4 separate regions of the Mus musculus genome follow, and regions 1, 3 and 4 are each linked to region 2. Evidence: chromatin contacts called from public HiChIP or PLAC-seq data. All regions are on one chromosome and are shown on one strand. Each heading gives the region's core, a stretch centred on a gene start, on an enhancer-like site or on the middle of the called end of the contact. The rest is flanking DNA. Distances are from core to core; before and after follow the strand shown.

The links. HiChIP or PLAC-seq counts read pairs in DNA pulled down with a chosen protein or histone mark.
Region 1: an HNF4G HiChIP or PLAC-seq map of pancreatic cancer cells shows a contact between it and region 2. The contact joins two enhancer-like sites. A contact is called at or near these places in 1 of 15 datasets of contacts at CTCF or cohesin (the NIH/3T3 cell line), 4 of 115 datasets of contacts at active chromatin or transcription factors (acute myeloid leukemia, astrocytes, embryonic stem cells and 1 more) and 2 of 9 other capture datasets (adipose tissue and pancreatic islet).
Region 3: a contact with region 2 is called in a FOXA1 HiChIP or PLAC-seq map of pancreatic cancer cells. The contact joins two enhancer-like sites. A contact is called at or near these places in 1 of 15 datasets of contacts at CTCF or cohesin (the NIH/3T3 cell line) and 2 of 115 datasets of contacts at active chromatin or transcription factors (astrocytes and pancreatic cancer cells).
Region 4: an H3K27ac HiChIP or PLAC-seq map of SST interneurons shows a contact between it and region 2, with 3 times the contacts expected there. The contact joins the promoter of Iqsec1 here to the enhancer-like site in region 2. A contact is called at or near these places in 2 of 39 promoter capture datasets (cranial neural crest and hippocampal neurons), 1 of 15 datasets of contacts at CTCF or cohesin (stem cell-derived epiblast-like cells), 41 of 484 Hi-C or Micro-C datasets (the AML12 cell line, CD4 T cells, the G1E-ER4 cell line and 29 more), 11 of 115 datasets of contacts at active chromatin or transcription factors (the NIH/3T3 cell line, SST interneurons, astrocytes and 8 more) and 2 of 9 other capture datasets (embryonic stem cells and liver).

Annotation. Positions count from the first base shown.
Region 1 is chr6:90,746,975-90,751,197 of GRCm38.p6, reverse strand. The region is part of intron 1 of Iqsec1 (IQ motif and Sec7 domain 1); the gene reads left to right. Among named protein-coding and RNA genes, the nearest start is that of Iqsec1, 61 kb to the left of the region's middle. Within about 2 kb of position 1,392, at least 76 of the 459 cell types and tissues checked have an H3K27ac peak or open chromatin away from gene starts, as enhancers often do. A contact at or near this core is called in pancreatic cancer cells, where this site is marked.
Region 2 is chr6:91,073,670-91,078,376 of GRCm38.p6, reverse strand. It overlaps Nup210 (nucleoporin 210), which reads left to right. Exons shown (of 40, transcript NM_018815.2): 7 at 1,661-1,819; 8 at 2,402-2,470; 9 at 4,023-4,129. Among named protein-coding and RNA genes, the nearest start is that of Nup210, 41 kb to the left of the region's middle. Within about 2 kb of position 2,031, at least 99 of the 459 cell types and tissues checked have an H3K27ac peak or open chromatin away from gene starts, as enhancers often do. A contact at or near this core is called in the HL-1 cell line, SST interneurons, adipose-derived mesenchymal stem cells and 11 more, where this site is marked.
Region 3 is chr6:91,386,661-91,390,926 of GRCm38.p6, reverse strand. All of the region lies in intron 3 of Wnt7a (wingless-type MMTV integration site family, member 7A), which reads left to right. Among named protein-coding and RNA genes, the nearest start is that of Gm30437, 23 kb to the left of the region's middle. Within about 2 kb of position 1,501, at least 16 of the 459 cell types and tissues checked have an H3K27ac peak or open chromatin away from gene starts, as enhancers often do. A contact at or near this core is called in pancreatic cancer cells, where this site is marked.
Region 4 is chr6:90,808,107-90,812,488 of GRCm38.p6, reverse strand. Iqsec1 (IQ motif and Sec7 domain 1) reads left to right here and starts at 2,366. Exons shown (of 14, transcript NM_001134384.1): 1 at 2,366-2,721. The coding sequence starts at 2,699.

The DNA.
Region 1 (4,223 bases), core at 143-2,642, 330 kb after region 2:
GTTCCATGAGCTCAGCTGAGTGAGTTGTTATCTGGCCAACAGTGTACCTAGCGAATATCTCCTAAGTGCCCTCTGTGTGTTTGGCCCAGAGTAGAGGTGGTGGTGGTGGAGGGGGCAAGGGTAGTGGAACGCCTTCCTCTTGGAATATCTGGGGCTCAGGAAATGGACCACAGAGTGAAATGTGGCTGTGTGGTTTTGAATGACTTCTTGGGTGGTCACAGGGGACCTGAGTCCAAGATCAAGGAAGCCACTGGATGAAGGACCAGCTGGGGATTCGGGTTCTAAGGACAGAGGGACTGGGAACTTCCAGCAGTATCCCCAAAAAGGAGGGTGTCTGGTTGGGCACAGAATCTGGAGCCACTCCACTGTTGGATAGTGCTCACCTTGTTCCCTCAGCACAGACTGGAAGAGGACCACACTCTAGCTACAGTGATAGGGAGGTAACCTGGCTGGCCCTGGAGTCCCAGACTAAAGGTGAAGGGGACAGCAAAGAGCTGTACTGGGGAGGGTGGGGAGAGGTTGGGGGGGTAGTGGAGATCAGACTCGTTCAGTCATCACGTAAAGCAGAGTTTTTCAACATGTGTCAGGACCCCTTGAGGGTTGAATGATCCTTTTATAGGGGTCACCTAAGATCATCAGAAAACACAGATATTTACATGATGATTCATAACAGTATCAAAATTATAATTATGAAGTAGCAATGAAAATTGTTTTATAGTTGGAGTTACCACAACATGAGGAACTGTATGAAACGGTCTCAGCATTAGGTTGAGAAACATCATGTTAGATAGAGGTCCTGTGAGAGTGTTTGAGGGGGAGTGGGGCAAGCTGGGTACTTAAAACAAGCAGAACATGATAAGCTCCAGGCCAAAGGGATGAGGTAAGGGGTGGGACCCAGAACACAGAGAGGCGGGTCAGCTCAGCCTCAGCTTTAATCCTGTTGCTTCATCTGCTTTCAGAGACATGGCAGAGATAAGGGTGAACTCCACCCACTGGGTCACTAGGGAGAAGTGAAGGGTAGGGGCAGGGCAGGGCAGGGTTAAGGGGCCTCTAGAAAGAATGTGGAAAACCTGGAATTGGGTTTTGTTTTCATATTTTATTTTTATTTTTATTTTTATTTTTTACAGTGCTGAAAGTAGAACCCAGGGCCCTAGGCATGGTAGGTAAGCACTACCACTGGCCACATGACCTCACATTCCTGTCGTTCCTTTTGTCCTCCCTGTACTACCAGGCCTGGCTCTTTTCTCTTCTCTTCCTGTCTCCATTTTCCTCTACCTTCTTTTCTGGGCTCAAGCCATGCTTTTCTCTTAGCCTTGTCCATAGCTAGGACAGGCCAGAGCTATCAAGGACTGTTGGATGTGCATCTAGCTCTCATCTGTATAAGGACTAGTCCAGCCACAGCTTCACTGGAGTCTCGGGCGTTGATGACTCACCAAATGCTTTGGAAGTTGAGGGAGGAAAATTACTTTGGGTTTGAGGCCAAGCTGCAAAAAATTGCCTCATTGATTTCTCACGACAAATCCTGAAAGCATGGGTGCAAATCTCATCTCTTTATTGGCATCTGGTTTTGGTTTTGGTTTTGGTTTTGTCTTTTCAGCAGTGGGGATTAAATTGAGGGCCTCATGTATCATAGGTTAGTGCTCTACCACTGAGCACCATGCTCAGCTATCTCTTTTTGCTTTTTGAGACAGGATCTCACTAACTTATTCAGACTGGCCTCGAATACTTTCTATAGCCCAGTCTAGTCTTGGGCTTGGTGATTCTTCAGTTCTCAAGTGGCTGGACTCTAGGCCCACACTGCCAGTACTGGCTTTAACTTTGTTTTGCAGCTGGGGAAACTGAGGCAGCCAGGTGTGTTGCCAGAATTCTTTTCTGAATTCTGGGAAGTAGCAGCATCAGAATTGGAATCCAGAACTTACCTTTCCTTTGAGGTTGAGGGTGTGTATCCCAAACACTGACTTAAAAGAGACTTCAGTATTTCATATCAAGCTGAGCTCATTGTTTCCATGCCTTCCTTCTGGCTGCAGCTGATAGCCTTACCTCTCCCTCATCTGCAAGATCATCTGAGAGCTAGTCCCTACCAGACCCAGAGCTGCTATCCATCTGGTCTGCCTGGAAGATGGCCCTTTGCTAGCAGCTCCCAGCCTTCTTCAGAGTGGTCAGTGTCCCCTGCAAGCTCAGTAAGTCAGAAATATGGGTATGATGACACACCCTCATATCCCTCACCTCTTCTAGCCTCTTCTCATGCACACAGCTGTGAACTGGAAGGGTATCTACCATTTCAGGGAAGACCAGAGGAAGACAAATCTTTGGAAGAGTGACTGTAGGCAGGGTCTCCAGCCTCTTCATTTCTGTTTCTTCATTTCTTTGAGATGGACAAAGATTCCCATTAGGACACACACTGTGTCATTTACTTGGAAGGCTCCAGGAAAAGTTGGCCATGAGGCTACTGCCCATCAGAAATTCATCTGTATGTCGGCTGGAGCTAGACTCAGAGAACAATCCCAGCATCTTCCCCAGTTCCCTCCCTCTGACCATGTGGGTCTATGGTTTATTTGAAAACTTTTGAGTTCCCTGGGATTGTGGAGACTGCTCTTGGCCCAAAGCAGAGCCCATGCTTCAGGGTCTCAGCTCTACAAACAGGTACCCTGGTATAGGCACCACAGGAAGTCAGTGGTGAATTCTCAAGTGCTAACTGTTGCTATGTAACAAGCTGTATGGTGCTATGGCTTGAAATAGCAGTGGTCTGTGATGTGGGGTCTGTGGGTTAGGGGATCTGCCAGTTTCTGCTGGTCTCCCAGGGAGGCCAGATAGATTAGAAGGCAAGAGGCAGCCCAACAAACATGGCCAGAGATAGTATCTTTTAGCAGAGCCTCTTGGATCCCTTACTGCACCTCAACTCTTGAGAGGAAAGAAGAATCTCTGCCATAAAAGGACTTGTAGAGCTAGGTCCTGGGGTGAGTTCCCAGAACATCAGCCACAGGTCAAGGAGGCAGGTGGAAACCATCCACCGGACCAAAACTGAGAGTCTTGCTTAGGAGTGTGAAGTGGAACCCACGGTGGCTAGGATTAGGATGGGGAGGGGAACGACAACAGGCAGAGAGTGGAACGCCTTGGGGCTGGAAGACAGTCCATAAAGGAATCCTTTGCTTCTGGGTGAGGGAAGGTGAAATAGGGTGGAATGTACCCTATGATTCTCCTCCCCAACGTGTGTTGGGGGGGGTACTTTTTGTGGTACTGGAGTCATGGGCATGCCCAGTAAGTGCTCTGCCATTGAGATACACCCTGGGCTTAGTGCTTAGGGTTTCAACATAGGAGTATGGAGCAGTTTGTGGTTGCTGGGGGTGCTAGTCATTTTGTTTTACTCAAACCTTTCTCCTATCTTCTGGTCTTGCAACTAAGTCTAGGCCATCTCAGAATTTTTTCCTTGTCAACTTCCACATGGACTCTCAGTGGCAGATGAGCCTCTTCACACTGTGCCCCCCTCTCCCACCCTGTGTGTTCTCCTAAAGGCATGCAAGCCTCTGTCTTCTGAATCTACATTCATAGGGCACTATGCAGAGAGGTATGTGCCACAAGCTCCCAGACCTAGCCCAGGGGTCCATTATGACTAGAACTTCTTCCACATTCTATACCTTGGCCCCACCTCAGGTTGTTGGACAGGCCAGCTCCCACCATGGGGAGATACGGATGCTAGGAGGGGGATCTGTGGCCATAGTTTGCTGTTGTGGGATACCTTTCAGTAGGGTGCTGCTGGAGCCTTGTATCACACAGACTCTGCAAGTTTTGCTCACAAAACTAAATGTTATCCTGGTGAGATTACACTTCAGTCACTCAAACCTTAGCATGTCTGTTCTGTGTGCTACTCCACTCAGCAGCATTGGATGCCCAGCAAGGTGTGTCAGTGCCAGGTGCTGCGGCTTCTGCTGGGAGGAGGGGAACCCCAGGTCCCCAGCAGGATGGGTAGAGCATCTTAAGAGCCACTCACCTCTAGGGCAGCTTCACTCTTCAGTTTCTTCAGTGCAACTGCTGAGGCTATTAGTCAATAGTCCTACGTTGATACTTATATAAGATCAAATTAAAACCTCCATTTCTGCGTCACATGATGAGAGCTCGGTGGCCACATGCTAAGAAATAGAAGGAGAAAAAAGGCTTGGCACTGACTGTCAGCCCTGTCCTTGGTCTGCATGCCTTCATCACCACCCAGGCCCTGTGCTGGCCAC
Region 2 (4,707 bases), core at 782-3,281:
TGTGGTGATGGTGTGGCTGAGCTCCAGTGGATTTGGGCAGCCTTGTGCCTGTGGCTTTCCTATTTGTATCCCATGTTGCCTGTCTCTAGGGCTGGCTCTACTTGTTAGGGTTAGGACATGCTTGGGGGCAGGGTGCTGGTCTGCTCCTAACTAGCTATAAAACTGTATTGTAGTCTATGTTCTATGTTAGAGGAAATACTCAGAGCTGCTCCTTGATGTGACACATTCTAGAGATCCAAGAGCACCAGCTGTGTCTCAGCTCTGCCTTTTGTTTGCAGCTCCCTTGGCTGCTTTTCCTCAGGGCAGGTGGATCCTGATGTGGCATCATGTGCAGCAGGAGGTAAGAGAGGAAGCCGAGTTCACGAGCCAGGCCTGCTCTTTTATAACAACCCGCAGTTTCTAGTACTGGAGTTCTAGACCTGCTTTCATTCCTTTCAGGGCCGTGCCCTAGTGACCTAACCACTTTCCCCTAGGCCACATTGCTTTGTTTTTAATTTCTCAATCTTTTCAAAAATTACGTTTTTAAAATTCTGTATCTCTTTGTGAATATGTGCATGGGGGTGCAGGCGCCTGCAGTGGCTTAGGCATCAGTTCCTCTGAGCTGGAGTTGTGAGTTGCCTAAATGTGTGCTGAATATTGAACTCAGGTCCTCTGCACTCTTATTCCCTAAGCCACCTCTCCAGCCCCCAATCATCAGTCTTCCCGTGCTCTCTGTCGCGGTACGTGAGCATGGGGGTATGTGAGCATGGGGGTATGCCTGCCACTGGTCTGAGAGCAGCCTCAGGCCAGCTGACATGGAAGCCTCTGGGGATTCTCCTGTCTTCCATCATGCCATAGGAATGCTGGGATTGCAAACACATGCTACTGCTTTGTGTTGGTGCTGGGTTTTGAACACCCTTTGGACACCTTTGAACATCCTCATCCTTACCCAGCAAGTGCTTTACACACTGACCCATCCGTGACATGTTTTCTAGCATATGAAGTTTAGGTTCTTAAAGCAGTGGAAGTCATAGCAGACCATGAGCTAGCTTCTCACCTGACTTGCTCAGCCCTCTCTAAAGTGGGGATGCCAGTAGTCCTTGTTCCTAGGGTTGTTGAGAGATGAGATGAGGGAAATTGGTCATGAGATGCCTAAGCAAGACCAGAGCTCTTTCACCGCAGAGTCTGGTGTCGCTTTTCCTTTCTGGGAAATTGAACTCCTATCCAGCAGGTGTCTTCAAACAAAAGTACTGTGTTCTCTGCCCAGAGAGTGAAGATGGTGGGTTTCCCAGAACCTGTGATTTCCTGGGAATTGTTCTGTGACCTGGGCTCTTGTTGGGAAAGTCATTTTTACACAAATTTAGACCGAGGGGGGAGCACAGAGAGTGGTCAGGATTAGAATCATTCTTTGCGATGGTAAGCTGAGCATCCAAAAACCCATAGAAGACCATCAGGTCCAACTTTTTTGGTAATACAGTGAGAACCCCACTGGGCCCAGATGTAGAGAAGAGCTTGCTCACTTCGGGGGGGAGGGGGATGGTCAGGTGTTCACCACTGCTAGCATTCTTCAAGCTGCTGTCTTGACAGCAGGTCCCAAGAGTCAGGGCTGGAGACGGCCGTCTTGGTGTGCAGCATTTCACACTTTCATCTTACCTGCTTTTCTCATCTCTTTCTCATACAGAACTCTCAATGCCTTCTGATCAATATGAGCTGCAGCTCCAGAACAGCATCCCAGATCCTCAGGGAGACCCCGCCCGTCCTGTGGCCATCCTGACACAGGACACATCAAGAGTCACTGCCATGCAGATGGGACAGAGCAACCTGGTCCTGGGCCACAGGAATATCCTCCGCTCTGGCACCGTGTCGTGCTGACTGCTTTGAAGCCAAGTTGTTTTTCTCCCTTAAAGCCAGCCAGGACTAAAAATAGCACTGTTTCCCCATCTGTCTGAAAATCAGAAAGAGCCTAAATAGCAACCCGCTGAGTGGAATTGCTCACCTCTGTAGATGACTCACAGAGACTCCCAGAGCCAGGAGTCTGGCGGAGGCATACGTCACTCCAGGCCTCTGGAAGCTTCCCAGGAACCACAGTCCCTCCCCTCAGAGGGGGCCTGGCAGAAGCTGTGTGAGTACTGTGCGAACACTGGCACATAGGTTGTTGAAAACCCAAGATGGATTGTATGCCCTGGGGTCCCTGGTGTCCCTTGCAGAGACTCGGCTTTGTAGGGCAGATGGTACAGTAAGGGTCTTGACTCACCAACATCTTCGCTCTAAGATGTAGATCTTCGGCCTAATCTAGGGGTTCCTCACCCACTTCTTAGTTCATATGGTATCTGTGTGATGCTCAAACCGTGTGCATCAGGCAGAAAGCCCTGGCTGCTTTACCCTTTGTATCTTATGTTTTATACCTTAATTAAGAATTCAGGTATCCGTATGCAAGGAGCTTCTAGGCTCCCCAACAGCACCATCTATGTGGTTGAAGCCGGATACCTAGGTAAGTCTGGCCCCCTGGGGTTTCCTACACATTGATTGCCTGTGATTCCATCATTTGAGAGATCAAAGAGTAAAAGCAAGACCTGAGATTCAGCTCAGCAGTATATGTCTTAGCTCATATGAGAATAGTCAATCCCTTGGACCTGTCAGCAAAAGCAAACCCACCTAACTGCAGAGGTACAGTAGCTCTCACACTGACCACATCCTCCGCCATGCTCACGGCCATCAGTCCTCAGCCCTGGCAGCATGCAGACCTGAGTGCTGCTCTGCACCTGTCAAGGTTGGGGACCCTGTGCCTAGCTGGTCATCTTTAGGTTGATGTGAGAGTTGGCAGTACCTTGGCAGGGAAGAAGGAGGCATCAGAGAGAGGAGGGAACCACCTGTAGCAGTAAATGACCCTGAAGCCCAGGTGGATCTGGGAGCTGCAATGATAGCCAGCGCGGAGACCTTTGGGGCATGTGTGTCATGGGAGTCACCATGGTAGTGTTTTCTTTAGTCTGAGGCAGCTCACCTAAGGAGCTCACAGCCAGAGTTCAGTCTGGAGAGCAGTGGCCAGATGGGCAGCAGTACCCTTAATTAAGATCCTCTTGTCAGGGAGCTTGTGAACCTCTGGTGGTGCAGCACCCAGCTAACAGGCACCAACCCCCGTATGCCTCAAGGACCCTTTGTGTCTCGGCAGCATCCTTTGCCTGATTGGCCTGGGGTGAGACTTAGCTCCACAGTAGAGGTTGGTACAAACAGGTGGCAACAGTGTGGTAGGAGCAAACACCAGGGCAGAGGAAAGACTTCGGGAGGTTCATGGGAGGCAGGTGCTGTGTCAGACTGATTTTCTGTGGTGGGAAGGGCACCTGGCAGAGTTAACAGCTTAGTTGGAGCTATGGAGATGAGAAAGCAAACAACCTTGTGGGAATAGAAGTAGCTAGTGTTGCATTGTGTGTGGGGGATGTGGGGTGGAGGAGACAAAGGGCTAGCTAGGTGCTCTCAGAGCCCAGACCCAGATACATCTTATCCAGAGCTCTCGGGAGCTTTAGCCTAGGATCCAAAACCTGTTCTAGCTTCAGACTTAGACCTGTCATCCCTGAGAGTTTAGACCTTCTGTGGGTACAGGTGAGACACAGTATCACCACAGGTAACTTGTGTTTCAGCCTTAGAGTCTACACTGCCATGGTCTTGAGTGGACTTGTATGGCCTTGGGATAGACTCATATTGGCCAATGGGTAGACCAGCTGAGGACTCAGAGTCTAAATGAGCTATGGCCTCAGACTAGATCCACTGGAGCCTCAGACCTACTGGGAAGTCAGAATTCTGGTTGTCACAGCCTCAGAGCTTAAACCTGCTGAGGGTCAGATTCTGGGTATGTTCAGTGTTGGACCCAGGAACCAGGAAGACCGGCTGTGGTTTCTCTAGGTTGGGAATAATGGTAGCCATCAGGTTCTGTACTGGTGAGCATTCTGGGCCCTTTACAGGGGTGGGTGTGTAATTCTTAGCCTCAGGTTCTCTCTCAGCCCTGCTGCCCTTGTATCATGAGGGTTGAACCCTACTTCCTGTTCTAGGTTTCACAGTCTACCCTGGTGACAGATGGGTGCTTGAGACTGGACATCTGTATGCAATTACCATCGAAGTATTTGATAGGTCCAGCAACAAGGTCTACCCATCTGACGTGAGTGCCCTCTGGGATTCTGATGGGGAGGCCATGGGGTTCCCACATAGGCAGACCAAAGCTTCCTGTGATATTCCTAGGGCTGTGGAGAAATGTCATCGGGTCCCTGGAGCACTTCAAGACGTTGATAGGCTATGAGTTGGCATTATCCCCTCATGCAAGGTTGGGGGTAGATAGATACCTCAGGCAGCAGGGCCTGTGGATAGTGTTGGTGGGGGTTGAGGGGAGGCTCTGCACATTGGCCTCCTGCTCCTTACATGGAGTCCCTGAGGCTAAGAGTCCATTTAGCTTTGGAGAGGGTCAGGTGTCCAGGTGCACTTGCCACCTCCCAAGAAGCTCTCAAGCGATCAAGGCTAACTATGTTTAGCTTTTTGGCTCTGGAAAGGCATGGCAGATGAGTTGGAGAGTGGTGGCCATTCTTCTGTCCCTTGGGAGAATGTCCTAGCACCCTCACATAGATCACACAGTCACTTGCTGTGGTGTTAGAGATTTTAGAAGCAAGCCAGGTTCTTTTTTTTTTTTTTTCTTTTGTAGAGGTCTTTCTGTCCCCTGTTTAAGCAGTGACTAAGCCAGTCACT
Region 3 (4,266 bases), core at 252-2,751, 310 kb before region 2:
TGGTGGCCGATGTGCTTCAGCATCTGCCATGGTGGGGGTCGTTACAAAAAGGCAGGCCAGAGATTGTAGGTGCCTCTGGGGAAGATGACTGGCAACTGAAGTCTCTCCTGTTGTTTTTTTTTGGGGGGGGGCACATTATTTCTAGACTGATGTCACAGGCCACTCCACTCAGGTTGGTAGAATACTAAGCTCACTCATTCTGGTTGGTGGTTCAAGTCACAGGACACTGGAGGCAAAGAGACATTTGGAGCATGGTCATAGTAACCCTTGTGTTGTTGAATGATCTCTTTCCTGTCCCTTGGGTGGCAGGGAGAGAACTAACTACTCCATGGTCCGTGTCCTCAAGGTACTCAAGTTAGCATGAGGGCCACACGTCTGGCGTTGTAGGAGAACCGTGGCTCTGACACAGCAGCAGTGCAGTTTCCTACAAGAGATGGCTGAGAGAAGAGAGGCATCTTTAGCTGGGCCTTGATGGATAAGCAGGGGCACCCCAGGAAGAAGGCAGTCAGCATAAGTAGGCCTGGGATTCAGAGGTGCAATGTCAGCATTCATAATGCCCTGCACTCAATAAAAAAACTTAAAAAAAAAAAGAGGGGAGGGGGGTTGTTAAATCCTAAAAGAGTAGTAGGGGCTCCCTGTCTGAAGCTGGTAAAAGGTGGTGAGGTTGCTGAGAATGCTGGAGTCAAATGCAAGCCTTATGTGTCAGGAGTAGTCAGAGGCAGCTTAATGGGGTAAGTTTTGGGTGGGTCCCTCTCCCTCCCTGGTAGAGGGAGGTGAAAGGTCTTAGAGGTAGCAGGTGTAGACTCCCAGGAGTTTGGGAAGTATAATAAGCAGCCTTTGGGCTAAGCTCGGGGGTGTGCCCCTCACTGGGTTAGGCAGAGGAGACAGGTCTTAGAGAGCATAGTGGGGTTCTCCTGGAGGTTGGGGGTGGTGAAGGCTAGTGTTCTGGTACCTTGGAGCAGGCCCAGGAACCATGGAGGGAGAGAAGAGCAGGAACTGCTTAGGACACTAGGCCTCTGGGGGGGTGGGGGTGGGTTCAGGGAAGTAGGGGTAAAACAGAGGGCAGGAGGGCTTTGGGGAGGGAGGGGCTGGCAGGAATGTGTTCAGAACAGGGACAACCTGGGACCCCACTGGACTGCATAGGAAACATTCCCTGTTCCTCATGTTAAGGTGGCTTCTGCTATCTCTTGGCTTGGTGACGGTATCTCCAAGTCCCCAGGACGACATTGTACCTTTCTGTTGGCTGTGGAGGCCTTGCTATACCTGCAGGGTAAAGTGTGCTAGGTGCTCTGGAGGGTCCTAAGGAAGGACGTGCTGTCAGCAGCCCCTGTCTACAGTGAGGAGTGAGACCAGACTGGACAGACAGGCAGCCTGAGGACAGGGCCCCCCCGGGATAGGCCAGCTCTGCTGGAATGTGACTAGCTTCAGGGAGGTGAGCTAAGGGGGATGGAATTCCACCTGAGCATGGAGTCACCTCTTGCTCACAAGGGGTGTTGGTCTTGTCCCTTCCTGCCCTGCCCTGTCTGGTCTGGGTGCTCCTGGGGGCTGGCTTTCTATTCTGGGCATGGCTCTAGGGCGGCCAGCATATGGGGGACAACAGGGACCCAGCCCCAGGCAGTGAGGGCGAGGCCCAGATAAGACTAGCTCCACTTAGTGGCTGCCCAAGCCACTTACATACTTGACTAGAGAGAGTGGACAGTGTGGCATGTCAAGGGCCCCCAAGAGGCCAGGCCCCACCTTCCCGGAAGCCAGCCAGCAGTCCTCAGGCTACTGGGCTTGCAAGCCCTGCCCCACATCTAGGGTGGATGTGGGGCTCACCTTCAAAATTCGGAAAAGCCTGCATCCTGGGCTCAAAGGACCAGGAGGGTTTGGGGCTTCAGAAGCGTTTCTAGGTCTGACATGTCAGGTAGGAAAAGATGCAAACCTCTCAGGAGTCTTGCCTTCTCCAGCTCATTAACCCTAGTCCTGAACTCCTGAGACAACCATCATGCTCCCACCCAGGGATTTTGTACACGCTGTCCATGAGGGTGAAGTTTAGCCTTTTCTCAGGAGGACTTCTCTCCCCAGTGTCCACCTAGCCTCAGTGTACCACGCTGCTTTTATCTTCCCACCATTTGAGCACACTCTCTTTGCACAGCCCTTTGAGTCTTTATTGCTCATTAGCTCCCACTACAAGGTCAGCAGCATGAGGGTCAGGACAGCTGAATCCCCTATGCCTAGAATGGTACCCGGCACACAGTAGGGCTCAAGAAAGGTGTGGAGAGGGCATGGATGAATGGCAAGTGTCTGCTCTTCCCTGGGTGGAGTAGGATGCCAGGTGTAACTTGAGATTCCCAGTTAAATTTGGCTTCAAGATAAGTAAGAAATCAGTTTTATTTATGTGTGTCCCAAATATTTTATGGGACACCTACTTAAACATCTTTGTTTATGTCAAATTCAAATTTAACCGTTTAGCGTATTCTGAATCAAGCTTATGCTGTGCTGACTATGGACTCACATGCAGTTGAAAGAACACCGAGACCCCAAGGACCCCCAGGGACCCCAGGGATCTGTAGTCCAGCTCCCTCACAGTGACAGCCTGTAGAACTGTAGGACGCTGTCACCCCGGGACACTGACATTGATACTACAGAGATACAGAAACATGAGGACCTCGTGACACCCTCTCTTCCTCGGGGCCACACACCACTAACCCACTCCCTATGCTTATAACTGTGTCCTGTTAGAAGGTTGCATAAACCGAGTGGTGATGTGTGCAGCCTATAGAATCCCTTCTTGCTCGATGTAATCGCCTAGACTCATTCAAGTTGCTGTGTGCTACAACAGTTCTTTCCTCTCGGCAGCCACGCAACAGTCCACAGCTCGGAGGCAGCACACTTGGCTTAGCTATCCCCCTGCTGAAGGACAACTGGGTTGTTGGCAGGCTTGGGCCATTGTAGATAAAGCTGCAGTGAATGTGTGTGTACAGATTTTTTTCTACAGATGTAAGTGTAGTTCTCCGTGCTAAATGCCAGGAGTGCCAGCATACTGTTGCTGAGAATTAGCTTCATGATAAAGCCCTAAGACATCCTGTGCAGGTGATGTCCACTTTGCATCTCAACTGCTGAGACCACCGGGCTGTGAAGGCAAAGGGCTGCTTTGGCTCTCGGTTCAGGGGTCTAGCCCGCAATGGGTTGGTCCTGCTGCTTTGGTTCTGAAGCAGCTCATCACAACAGGGTGATGGAGCCAAGCTGCACGCTTCGTGTCTGAATGGTGACAGACAGGGACGGGCTGGAGCATATCCCACTGTCCCTTTTGATGGCACCTTCAGTGACTTGAAAACCTCCTATAGCCTCACCCCCTCATATATCTACTCTCTCTTGGGAACCAGCCCTTTACTACATGGGCCTTCTGGAGACATCCATCCCAGGTTGATCTACAGCATTGCTGTCACCCTCTTCTGTTCCCATAAGCAGTCTGTGAGTGACCTGGCTTCCCATCCACGCCACACTCGCTGATAACACAGGTTCTTATTCTGTCATTGTGATGGGAGTGTGCCCTATCTCACCAGGGTTCTAACCACATCTCTAGTGTCTGATAGGGTGAGCCTTTTTCCTTGTGTGTCTCTGTATACCCTGGTACCCAGGTATACTCAGACACAGGGTGGGATCGTGTCTGTTTGTCTGTCCTCTGGCTCACTTTTTGGACTTATTACTTTTTTTTTTTTTTACTGTTGGTTTGTACACCTTTTTATTTGTCTATTCACATGCTTTGCCAGGTGTATGGGTTGTGAGTCTTTCTCCAGCCTACAACTTGTCTTTTATCCTCATCAGGGCTTCATAGAACAAGGGTGGGCCCATTGTTACTGCTGGTGTGGCCTCACTGTAGGTCAGCTGGCCTTGAACTTGTGGGAGAAAGTGCTTTCAGGGTTAGCTGAGAACCCTTTGCTACCCTGTGTCCCTGGGTGCTTTCATTCTAAAAGCTTTGCATTTAAATCCCTGGTGTGGTGGCAGATGCCTGTAAGCCAGGACTCTGAGAGCTGTGGCAGCGAGAGTATGAGTTTGAGTCACCCTGATATATACAGCAAAGCCCTGACTCAAAGAATTAAGCATTGAAGCCCATGATCTATTTTATAACTCGTTGTTTTAAGCCTACAAGTTACTGTTTTTACAATTAATTAAAGTTTTAATCTATTTTAAAAACACTTAATCTAAGGATTTCCACTTCAATCAAACTTTTGTTTATGATTAAGCAGCTCAAGGTCCATTAGTACTGTAAAATATCACCAT
Region 4 (4,382 bases), core at 1,117-3,616, 270 kb after region 2:
ATAGTGCTGGGGTGTGAAGTGTCTGTGTTTGGGAGACTGGTACAGGTAAAAGGGTACAGACCCTAGAGCTCCACAGTTAGTCCTGTGTCCGCCTAAAAGGGGGATGGGCTGCTGTCCCCGTGAAGAATGCCCAGTGCTGAGATGCATGGCTGCCTGCCTGGAAAGACTGAGACTGGCATATCTCCTTGTCATGTGCCAGCAGCCTTCTCTCCCTCTTCCCAAATGTTGTTATGCTCCTGCCTAGGGGACAGATGGCCACAGGTTGGAAGACAGAGACACTCTGCCTGAATATCCCTATCAGCCTGCAGGTTGGAATTTTCCAGTCTATGAGGCAAAGTCCTAGATAGGAAATTTCTGGAACCAGCCCTGGAGGCGTTTGCTTCTCCTAGACTGTAGGGATGAGATGGGGACATGGGTCCAGAAACTGGCTATGAAATGCTCTATGTCAGCCTCAGCCTGAACATGTAGATTGTTGGGTGGTCCTGTCTTACAATTCTACCCAGGGGCAGGCAGTCATGCAAGGCTGACTACCACTCACTCACACCTCAGGCATCTGGTCACAGTTGAAGTGGACAGGTGCAGTCTGCCACACCATTTCTGTGACTCTGAAACCTTGTGTGTTCACATCTTCAAAGTTGAACCAAGCAGTCTGACTCTCACTTGGTGATAGCATGCTCCTGTACTTTCTGTTGCTTCCTGAAACTCAGGAACTTCTGGGGTCTCAAGTTAAGAGACCAGCTGGAATGTCAACATTATGGAGTTTCCTTTATCTGACTGGTGCCAGGCAAAGAACATCAGGTGTGAGAACAACTGTGTGCTGCACTCAATGCTTTGTCAAAGCCTGAAAGCTTTGGCAGCTGTTTTTGAGTGTGGAGGTCTTTATCACTCACTCTTCTTTAAAATACAGCAGGATCAAGATGTGTGTGCCTCTCTGGAAGAGCAGCCAGAAAAGAGACAGGCATACAATGGATGTCATGGGTCCAAAAGGAGGACAAGAAGCAGCCCAGGATGGGGCCTTTAGAGCAGAGTGCACACAGGGTGGACAGTTCTCAATCACAGCTTCAGTTTACTCGTCTGTGATATGAGAGTGGGAAAAGCAGCTCCTCTTTAAGAAGTTTGAAAGCACAAGCACACAGGTGGGGGTGTTAGTACCCACACCCCCCCAGGGTGCCTTTATGAGCAGCTGTGGTTAATGACACACATTTCTGGAAGGACCTCTTCTGATGCTGTGGTGGTATCCTGATCTTGATAAAATACAGAGCAACTCAATCAAGGAGAGAGAGTGGACCAGTTTACCATGTGCTAAGCCTACATAAATCTGAATTATTCCTATGACAGCATTCTTCTGGGGAGGGGGGCTCTCATGGAAAGACTGGCCATTCCTAGAGCCCCCTGTATTTTGGCTACCCAGCTGCTTCAGCAGTTTCTACGCTGCATACAAGGACACTTCGCCAGATGAATGAGTTCCTCCTCATCTGGCCTCTGTCCCTCTTTGCTGTGTAACCTTCCATAAGTTTTTCATTGCCTCTGAGATCCATTTTCTCTGTAATAAAAGAACAGAACTCAAGAGTGAAGCCTCCCTCTTCCCCCAACTTCAGTGGGTCTGAGAAGCTAAAAGAATGGAACAAAGAAAATAGCCTGGCAACTGCCACCCTCATCCAGAGGGTTCACACTCTCACTACCTTCCCTGGAGGCAGCTTTGCAAGTGAAGACTCAGGCCAAAGTGCTGGCTGGGCCACCCTGTGTCTGTTAGTCCTAAATGAATGAGGACCCCCTCCACCTACCCCACCCCCCCACCCTCGTGCCTCCTCAGGATTTGATGTGTGCATAACAAGCTATGTCAGTTACTGTATGTGGTCAGCCCTCCTGAACCAGTTACACAACTGTCATGATCCCATTTTACAGTATCACATCTGAAATTCCCAGGAGACACTCTGCTTGCTGAAGTCTCATGGCCCCTAACTCCAGGACACAAGATCTCCTGAGTTCTTAGTTTAGTGGCTCCTATGTTTCCATGCCAGGGACGGGAAAGCTGCCCTGGAAAGCAATGCCATCATTACATTCTTCGGGCTGCGAGTGCATTTTAGCAACAGATTTCCAGGTTTCCAGTGAGGGCCAGAAGGAGCCACCTCATTGGTCTCAGCGCCAGGGCTCTTGGTTTTGCAGCCGCACCCACAGGGCGGCCCTGTTTGATGCTGCAGTTGCCATGGCAACGAGCACTTTGGCGATTGGTCCAGCGAGGCCGCACTACGTTGCTCCTGGAAGGAGGGGGCGCTCCTGCACTCCTGTCCCTCCTCCGGATGCTGCGAGAGCAAACCGGCACAGACACCCCCCTCCTCCAGCCCTCCCCTCCTCATCCCAGCGCACTGCCACCCCGGATGTGCGGGAGGGAAAATTCCCAAGGAAGTCCCAGGTAGCAGCGAGGCAGACGCCCCCGCCCAACCTGGCGACCATGGTGACTCGACGTCTTCCCAGGCTTCTGGGCACAGTGTAAACCCTGCGTAGGAGGACCTGTTTGGAGCCCCCTGCCACATTACATCCAGCATATCTAGATGAACCTGCCAGTCCTGGGAAAGTGACTGCCCTTGGCTTTCATTTTCTTCCTTTCCACCTCGCTTGAGCATCCTGTTCCTCCTCTGAACCACCTTGAGCCTCCTCAGCCCAGGCAGGAGAGAGAAGGAAATCAGACTTGGGCAGGATGGCTTGCCGAAGACGCTATTTGTGAGTATGCAAGACAAGTTTATCCTAAAGCCTGAGGCAGAAAGGACCACTACTCATGTTGAAGTGAGGGGCTTGGTGGAGGTGGGGTGGCTGCTCTGCAGGTGGCGTCCAGGGGGAGCAAGCTTTCGTCCAATGTTTGTACCCCTGCGGCAAAGGCAGTGTTGTTGATGATGAGGGGGAAAAGAATCTTAGTCAGCAAGTCTTCCTTGAGCTGTGAAAGTCCCCTACTGAAGCAGGCACCCTCCTCCTAATCCACATCCACAAATGAGGGTCCCAGACTCATGGCCGTGGTCTAGGCTTTTGTCAGTGCCCTTGACAGACCTATTTAGGGAAAGCTTTGATACTCAGCAAGCCCATGGCTTGCACCCAAGCCAGGTGGAAGGCCAGCAGCAGGCTGAGATAGTGGCAGGAGATGGCCTTCTCCATAGACAGGTGAAGGTGGCAGCAGTGTCCAGCTGTCAAGCACAGGTGTAATGTGCCGGTACTGAGCACCCGTCTGCTGGGCCTGATGCCAGCAGCGGAGGTGGTGAAAGTCGGGCTTAGGGTGGTGACATCACGGGACTGGGTATTTATGGAAGCAAAGCTGTGCTTAGTGAAGCCAGGCTTCCCAGGGGGCAGTGGGATTCAAATGCCAGCTTCCTTCTAGGCTCTCTGGGGGCTCTGCTGGTGCTGTTCTGGGAAGAGAAACCTTTGCCCTATGTGGGCACTCTAGGCCCTGGGGACTGAATGAGACTTGGGTCTGGTCTCAGTCTGCCCTAGTACTACCTGCTCAGTGCTTGGAAGCTGATAGAGACAGTTTGGTAATCTTGGACCTTTCAAGGTTTAAAAGCAAGGCATGACGTTCTTGAATTGGGATCAGCCACCAGGACTAGGAGAGGAGGCTTGCAACAGTTTTTAGGAGGTCATCTGGGAAATTCAAACTCTCTTCAGACTGGCTTTGAACTCCAAGAGGCCCCCAAGCCCCATCAAGGGCCCTCTGAGCCCTCCTTAGGCCTTGCCTCCTCCCCTCCTGAGAGGGGCGGATCCCATGCTAATGAGCCTGAAGGAAAGTAAACCTTGCCTGTAGCTGCATAATCAGGCTGGGCCCCTGCAGGAGGCTCTGGAAAAGCTTGTGAGTTCTTTGGTGTTTGAGGGGACCACACAGGGTCCTTGCTCTCCGTGGCAAGACCAGAAATAGTAGCGCTCTTCCTAGCATGGAACTTCATCTCACCTTCTCACCTTCGGGGAAGGTACTTTCCTGGCAGCAGCCTCCTTCCTCCTGCCACTCCTTCAATGGCACAGGAGCCTTTAGTGTCAAAAAAAAAAACTGACAACTTGCAGAGGCCACTGCAAGTTGCTGTGGAGGGAAGATGTCATTAGCATGAAATGTGACAGTTCTCACAGAGAGCAGCTGGCCCCTGGGCCTGTTTCCAAAGCTAGGGAACACCTTCTGAAAGATTTTGCCTGGACAGGAATGAAGACAACCCCTGCCCCCATTTTAAAATGGGGAAACGGAGACTGGACAAATCACCTCTGAAAACCTGGTGTGCACTGGCCTAGATGTTGGACTTTTCATGGAAAACATCTTGCCAGGAGCGCTGCTTAGAGTCCTTTATGCTTCCAAGGTTCATTCAACCTGTCGAGGGCCAGAGGCTTACATCTGAACACAGCCTTAGGCAGCC